Regions from separate parts of the Rattus norvegicus genome. Here region 2 is linked to region 1. The links are chromatin contacts, called in public Hi-C maps. All regions are on one chromosome and are shown on one strand. Each heading gives the region's core, a stretch centred on a gene start, on an enhancer-like site or on the middle of the called end of the contact. The rest is flanking DNA. Distances are from core to core; before and after follow the strand shown.

The links. Hi-C and Micro-C count contacts between places; a contact is called where the count stands out from the background.
Region 2: a Hi-C map of the A7r5 cell line shows a contact between it and region 1, with 5 times the contacts expected there. The contact joins two enhancer-like sites. A contact is called at or near these places in 3 of 12 Hi-C or Micro-C datasets (the A7r5 cell line, mammary epithelial cells and psoas muscle).

Annotation. Positions count from the first base shown.
Region 1 is chr4:124,878,202-124,882,077 of GRCr8, reverse strand. It overlaps a transcript of Iqsec1 not described here. Among named protein-coding and RNA genes, the nearest start is that of Iqsec1, 53 kb to the right of the region's middle. Within about 2 kb of position 1,862, at least 6 of the 93 cell types and tissues checked have an H3K27ac peak or open chromatin away from gene starts, as enhancers often do. A contact at or near this core is called in the A7r5 cell line, where this site is marked.
Region 2 is chr4:125,329,105-125,333,089 of GRCr8, reverse strand. No RefSeq gene overlaps it. Among named protein-coding and RNA genes, the nearest start is that of Fbln2, 69 kb to the right of the region's middle. Within about 2 kb of position 2,584, at least 28 of the 93 cell types and tissues checked have an H3K27ac peak or open chromatin away from gene starts, as enhancers often do. A contact at or near this core is called in the A7r5 cell line, where this site is marked.

The DNA of each region.
Region 1 (3,876 bases), core at 613-3,112:
GAGCCTTCTGTAGGGCAAAATTACATCATCAATGGGCCTTACCTTCCTGGGTCTCTGCTTATCCACAGGCCTTTGATAAGGTCTGTCCAGGAAGAAACCCCTCCTCTCAAGGCAAGAGGGCTGGCTGGCAGCTGTGTGTCTATGTGTGTGTGTGTGTGTGTGTGTGTGTGTGTGTGTGGTCTTGCCTTGTACATATGGAGAGTAGGCTTTCCAGTTCCAAGGACTCACAGGGTGCCTATGGGCAGACAAGAATGGAAGTCTCCAGTCCTCTCTGTCCCTAAGCCTAGAAGGTCTTAGGAGTTGTGAGGACAGAGGTTCTGAGTACCCACCTAGGGACCACAAGCCCTTTTATTATGTGGGGTCCCTTGAGATGGCACCAAGTATTTGGGGCACAGAGGACTGAAAGCTGGAACTCCAAGGTGCTTAACAGGCCTATATGAGAAGGTGACATTTGAGATGATAGCTTTGGGCCAGGGAAAGGACCCCATCCCTTCCCTATGGGCATCAGACAGGTTAAACACAAAGCCCTGAGGCTCGATAAAGTCCTCTGCTTTGGGGACAGAAGGATGCTAGTGGGCCTGTGGCAGAGTAGAGGACCCAGCATGAGGCCATGAGTCCAGAGAAGTAGGCCAGGCTGAAGGACAGCCTGAAGGCCTATTGTCTTCCCTGTTACGCGCTCTATGGCCCATGCCTTGCCTGGATAACAGGCCCTACTGAGGCTCTGCAGCTGGAGGTCGCAGAAGGCATTGATGTTATCTTAGGGGAGCCAGCAAAGTCACCTGAGCATGGCAGAAGCTGACTGCAGGCCTGAAGAGAAACCCAGCCCCGACCCTACTCCAAGTCTCACTGCTGTGGGACCAGCCACTATCATATTGAGGCAGCCAAACACTGCCCTCTGCTGGTATACTTGTGTATAACACTCAGAGTTTTCCTGAGACCTGACAGACCTCGGAGCCTCTAAGTTCCCTTTTGCAATTGTTTCCCTTAGCCTTAGAACAAGTCTCTCTTCCCCTTTGTCCCCTTCCAAGTTGTTTCTTATGACTAGGCATAGAGTGGTTTAACCCTAGAGCAGCACTTACCATGATCTTTGCTTTATCTCTAAGCCTCTGCCCAGGGGCTGGGGCTGGGGGCAGAAAACACAGAATAACCCCTTGCTTTAGGATGTCCCAGTCAGGATTCCCCAAGCCCTGCCTACTCTCTTCCATCTAGGCTACCCCTTCCTGCTCGTCTTCCACAAAGAAGTTGAACTCCAGAGAATGCCCCTAGGAAGGGACAAAGTCTAGGTCCCCCACAGAACATGTGACTCTCAGGAGTTGCCCTCTGCTTGCCCACACCTCTGTCATGGACATATCTATAGTACCTGGGTTACAGGACATGAAGTGGAGCAGAGCAGGGCAGGGCAGGGCAGTCCAAGAGGCCACGTAGCCCAGCAGGAGTGACTCAGCTGAAACAGCTCAGCTTTGCTATGGCTTCCAGGACCCTCCTCAGCTCTGACCTGCTTCTGCAGTAGCTGCAAAGGTTTTTCTCTGGGAGGTAGGAAGCCAGGAGGAAAAGAGGGAAAAGAGGGGATAGGTGGGTTCACAGTAGAAGCATAAGACCAAGAACATGGCCCTGGGTATCTGAAGTGGACACCTTTGTACATCAAAAGCCTTGCCACCTATGAGCAGCCCCATGTTCCAAAACGTTTCTGGTAGGCCTGGATGGGCTGTAAATATCTTGCCGTATATAGTTCTGCTGTGTGGGTTAAGGTAAGGACAGGAATCTGGCTTGTTCTGCACAGATAGAGTGCCTTTAGGGAATATGTCCAGTCTGGCTGAGTCCAGGAATGCAGAGCCAAGAGCCACCACACTTGAGAAAGGGAGCAGGGCCCCAGGCCTAACTCCAGCCTGGGTGACAGGATGCATGTGTTTGTTCATCTATCTAGTGTTCAGTGAGGACACTGGGGGAAGCTTTGGAGCCAATCAGTGAATTCAGTCATGGTTTTCCAGCCCCCTTCAACCCAACTCTCTGAGAAGGACAGTGGACCTGTGAGTGGTACTACAGAGAGGGATGGTGAGGGGCTGCAGGGGCAGAGGTGGGAGGGGGACCTTGCTGAACCCATGTTGATTGAGCCTGAAACCCAAATGATAAATGGTGATGGACAGCTTTGAGGATGACAGGAATTAAATGAAGGGGGTTGTGGTTAGGCCAGGGCATCTAGTGATTTCTGCAGCCTACGAACAGAGAAAGTTCAAGTCAGCCAGGGGGCACGAATGAGTTACCTTCCAACATAACTGGATTTCTCTGCAAGGAACATACCCCAGGGCATGATCACATGTGGTCTAGGGCTATGGTCAGGACAGTGTTATGCCCCATACCTGGGCTCCGTTCAGCCTACCTGGTGTGTCCAAATACTAGTGGGGGTGGGGTACATATCTGAGTCTGGGGTCCTAGTCTAAGATCTCTATAGAGTTCACTGGTTGATAGGACATGGGGTCCCCTGACATGGCAGATGCCTGAATATGCCAAGAGAAAGAACACAGTAGGAAGCAGGCATCTAAAGGATTTGGAGACCTTGTCAAGGATCTGGGGACCACCTCTGCAGGAGGCTGTAGGCTCACTGCCCTGCAGACCCCATGTTCTGTTCCTATAGCATTCATGGCTGTGGGGGAAGCAGATAAAATCAGGGAGAGTGACAATAAAGGAGAGTGGGCCCTAGTGCAAGGACTCAGTGTGAGACCACACTTGGTCACATTCATTGTCTCATCAAGTCAACATTTTATTGAGTAGCTGTGGTGACCCAGACACTGGGGTCACAACCCTGAACAGAAAAGATGAAGACCCTCTTCTTATGAGACTGGGACCTGAGCTTGCTGTGCCCTCAAATCCCTGGTCAGCCTTCCACCCATCAGGGCCACTAGCAAAACCCCCATGGAAGAAGGGCAGGGGGTGGGGAGGGACATTGGCTTAGTCAGGTAGAAAGTATGTGCTCTCCTGGGCAGGATCCCAGCATAGAGATAGGACAAGGAATATTCACTCCATAGAAACTGTCCGAGTTCCTCCTGCAGCCCAACCGCTCTAGGCACCAGAGGCAAAAACCAAGTGACCATTGTCTGTCAGGCCCCAATAGCCATGAACTTTGTGGGAGGCACCATCCTCGCCGAGCACCATAGGTCCCCTTCCCTGTGGTGTCAGGGTGTGGGAAAGAGGCAGTATCTATGCCTCAGACAGAGCAGCCAGTGGCCTGAGAGGTTACCAGAGACTACAGGATTCTGGCACCATGCCCACTGCCCATCATTCTGTCGCACAGATTCTTTGTGAAAAAGTCTGTGCAGTCTACACAGCTCTGGAACGTTGTTGACATCAGCAGCTGATAACTGCTCCATGCAACTGTCCAGTGGCCCTGCCCTCACCTACCTTGTTGCATATGCCCCCGGGGACAGTGTTGAGCATGTATCCTAGCCCACTCTGCTCTCATTGTACATGTTCACCCATCTGAGTTTCACTTTTAAATATTTATATTTTTATTTGTGTCTATGTGTGGGGATATCAGTGCAGTGCCCTCAGAGGCCAGAAGAGGGTGTTGTTATCTCATGGAGATGGAGCTACAGTTGCGAGCTGCTTAACGTGGGTGCCGGGATCTGAACTCCTGTTTTCTATAAGAGCATCAAGTGCTCTTGATCACACCGAGCCATTTCTCTACAGCCCAACTCATCCGCTTTTCACAGCCCTCTGTGAGAGGGATCAGAAGGGACTTTCTGCTAAGTCAGTTCCAACCCAGGCCACTCTGAACCTCTATAGGTCCCCATCTTCTTCATACTAAACCAACTTGTTGACGACCGTTGTGTTGTTAGTAATTGCTAGATGACTGAAGGTTTTTTTAATGATGCATTTTTC
Region 2 (3,985 bases), core at 1,335-3,834, 450 kb before region 1:
GTGGGCGCGAGCAGGCAGCGACGCCCACCCAGCAAAGCGGAGCGCGGGAAATGCCAGGGCCCGGGGCACGGAAAAGGGCGGAGAGCTGGGCCCTAAAGTCACGTGGGTTGGGAATACCTCTGGGTCAAGTGCCCAGGGACCTGATCTTCCGGCTACACTGCCCTGTCATCGAGAGCTTCACGAGCTGGTGACGCAAATAGCAATTTGGGGAGGACAGGAGGGGGGAGAGTACAGCCAAAATAATGCCCCCTCCCTCCGCGGCCCCGCCTTAGCCACTGGTCTCTTCACAGCTAGACCTCAGGCAACGGAGGAGGGGGTAGCTGAAGGCAGGCCCAGATCTAACAAAGGACTGGATGCTCCCTAAGCCGGAGCCAAGACTGTTTCCATGGTAACCCTCTTCAAGGATAAAGCAAAGGCTTGGTTCCCCCCAACATGATGCTACTGGCTGTGAAAAGGGGAGCTGAGCCTTAGAACACAGGTGGGGAAACTGAGTTTTGGGGAAGGATCGGGACATGTTGCAAGCTTCCCTACTAGCTCAGACACCCAGGTTTCCCACCAAAAGCACATCACGTTTCTTAGAGCCCCTGTTTCCTAGAGCTCCTGAGAACAGGAATAATATCTATAAGGGAACAAGCTCTGAGCAAACTACACTTTCTAAGAAGGTGAAGTGCAAGGTGGTGGGGAGAGTTATCATGGAAAGACCTGGTGGTCAACGAGGGCATACCTGAGAAAACACATGGGGAAGTGGTGCCTTCTGGGAAAGAGGAAAGGAAAGGAAAGAGGCCTTCTGAGCACCAGGAAGCAACGTCTGGGGCAGAGGAAATGGTCACAGGCCAAGCAGCGAGTTTAGCCTACAGAACATCAGGGTGATGTGGAGGCAAAGGGAAAGTGAGTCTGAGAGGTAGGCTCCAGAGAACCACAGAACCGCAAGGTGGACAGGGGTAGGTTAGCCCAGGTGGCCAGGCACTCTGCAGAGAAAGGGCTGTGTCCACAGAAGCATCCTGCAGAAACACAGTAGAAGTGCACACTGGGCCCTGGAGGCTAGCAGCAAGAGAGGCAGGGTAGTGGTCAGGCCAGAGCAGCTAGGACTGTACACAAGGATGACCCTCAGTTGGATGGTCTGGAATAGAGAAGCTTACAGAGGGAAGGCATCAAGATTGGAATGTCCTAAGAGTTCATTTTGCAGGACTCACCAGTGGTGCAAATATTGGGAACAGAGAGGGAGGGGAGGTCAGGTTCTAGAATGTTCTGGGGTCCAATAGATAGGATATGGGAGAGTGAAAGAGAAGTCATATTTCCAGCCCAAGGCAACAGAGTTGCCAACAGGCTGTCTCTCCTCCCTCCTGTTCCAGATTGGACTATCCTATGCACATCTTTCTCGCTCACCCTTTTCATGATCACCCAGCCCACCCCTGCATTTTGCTCTGGCCCTAGCCCAAACATTTTGACAAACATACCTGTCTAACTAGCTGGAAAAGATCCGCCTTTTCCCTGGGCTGTGTATGCAAGGTTGTTTATGTTCTGCTTTATGCCATACCTGGTGCCAGTTACTGGGACTCAGTTTACTATCAGCATAGGCCAACACCTCACTCCCTCTTCTCTTCCATGCAGAACCACATCTTACCCCTACCTATTTAGAAACTTCATCTCTAGCACCCATGCCTGGAGGCACAAGTGGGATATTGCACAAAGGCCATGTAGTCTGGAGGAGACTCACCAAGAGGACACAAATTACATTGTGCAGGGTGAGCAGGCCAGAATATGGCTACCAACACTGTGCTGCTCGCAGTGAAAAAGCTGAAGCCTCCCAGCCTGACCCACAGAAAGAATGGCCCAGACCTGGGTCATGGCATACTTTGTCTTCTTGGTGCTGGTGGGTTTCTCCCAGGAGTTCTTGTCCCCAAGCCGTGACAAGACGATCCTTATTCTCTTTGGGCCTGACCTTTGGAGGCAGGATGGTGCTTAGAAAGCCTCAATCCCAGCTACCGTCTCTCGACTCTGCCAACCTCTCACAGGGATGGCTCAGCTGACCCAAGGGCGTTGACCTGATGACTCGGCTCTGGATGGGAACTTCAGGCATAAACCCTGACCCTGATGCCAAAGCCCTGGAGCCAGCACAGCCCTACTGTCCCTTCCTGTCCCCACCCTTCCTGAGCTTCAAAGGTCAAAGTCCTAGAACAGGGAGGACAGAAACCTTAGTGTCAGCCAAGCAGAACTGGCCTTGAGCTCCCTATCTGATAAAATGGACAGAAAGAAGGATGAGGCTAACTCTGACTAACCTACCAGGACACAGACAGTCTCAGAGGTTGAGCCCCGTACCTGACACCAGAGCTGAAGCTATCAGCAACCCCTGCCAAGGAGAAGCCAGGAGCATGTGCTTCAGGGGTAGAAAGAGGATACCTGGGCTATTCCAACTGTTACATCAACCTGCCCCTTCCCCCAGCCCTGGCCTGCTCTGGATCTTTTGGCAAACTCCGAATAGTGGAAAAAGAGTCACCACTTTCCTCCCAGCTAGTCTGCATTCCAGCAAGAGCGCGCCTGTGCTGTTGATTCACTCAGCATTTATCTGTGCCTGCTTTGTTCTGTGCCTGGTGCTGGGTGCTGGGGACTTAGAAGGGAGGCTCATTTGCATATGACCTGAGAAGTGCTACTAGCAGGCAACTAGAAGGCAGTTGGGGAAGCACCTACTCTGTGGAGGATGGTCAGAGCTGGGTGTTGCAGGATGAATAGGAGTTTCCAGGCTCTCCAAGCAAAAGGTACAGAGTTGGAAGAGGAGGCTACAAGGATCTCGGAAAGAAGAGTGGCTAAGGTGATTGGTACACAGGGTTCAGCAGGGAGTAATGACTATAAGACTGAAGAGGGTGGAGCCAGGATGGTGGGCTCTGAAACTTGAACTTTGTATTGCAAGCAATGGGGAGCCATGGTGAGATTTACATAGAACATGGGAGCTAAGGCATGCCCTGCTAGCTCCTGACAACCGCCTCCTGAGGCAGCAGGCTTAGGCAGATAGGATCAGACAGACCAGCCTCACCCTAGCCTCTCATCAGCCCTAGCTGGGGACCCTGTGTGATTCTAAGGAGAATATGCAACCTCTCTGGGCTTATAAAGTGAAGACAGGCATGGAAGGGAGGATGATTCAGGCGAGGTGTAAGATCACATGCAGCCTCCTGTCCCTCTCAGAGCAGGCAAGGTAAGTAGGCCAAGCTGGATTGCTTCCTACCCCTGAGAATGGCTGGACAAGCGCCTGGGAACCACAAGACCAAACTGCACAGAGCTGGAGGTTGGGTGTCACTGACCAAGCTCCCCACAATCACATGTGTTTACCGAGAGACACAGACACCTGGTGTCCAGACATCTGGTGTAGGACAAGCCCCATTTACAGTCACTGCCCCAGCACAGCTGTCAGAACTGCCTGCTCTCACATGGGTGGGCAGACCAACTCTCAGCAAATGCTATAGCACCCTATACTGGTCACACACAGGAGTCACCTTTCCAGAGGGCCTCTCCCCCAGCATGTACACACCTGTGCCCATGTCTGCACATGTGGGCTGGCAGCTAGGCACACCTAGCATTTCTAAAATGCCAATTACATAGAAGTTACAGTTATCAGAATACCAAGAAGGTCATGGTGGGGCTCCAGTGGGCCTCTTAACCCCTATGGCGCTCTCCAGCAGCAGGTCTCAAACCAGTACAATTTCTATATACAGAGAGAAAATAGGACGTGGGGCCCCTGAAGAGCCAGGCAACCACATCCAAAGCAACAGGGATTCCTGGCCTGTGGCAGGGGTGACAGGGAAGGCAGCATGTCCATTAGAGTTTGGAATCAGGTAAAAAGGCGTCATCCGGGCTCCGCACATCCTTGCTTATGTGCTCCTGGGCTACTGCCCAGTCCTACACTGATTAGAACGACGCTTTCCCTATCTACACCAACTGCTAACAATTCCTCTCTTGGCCGCCAGGTGTCACCACACACTGCCTATGGCCT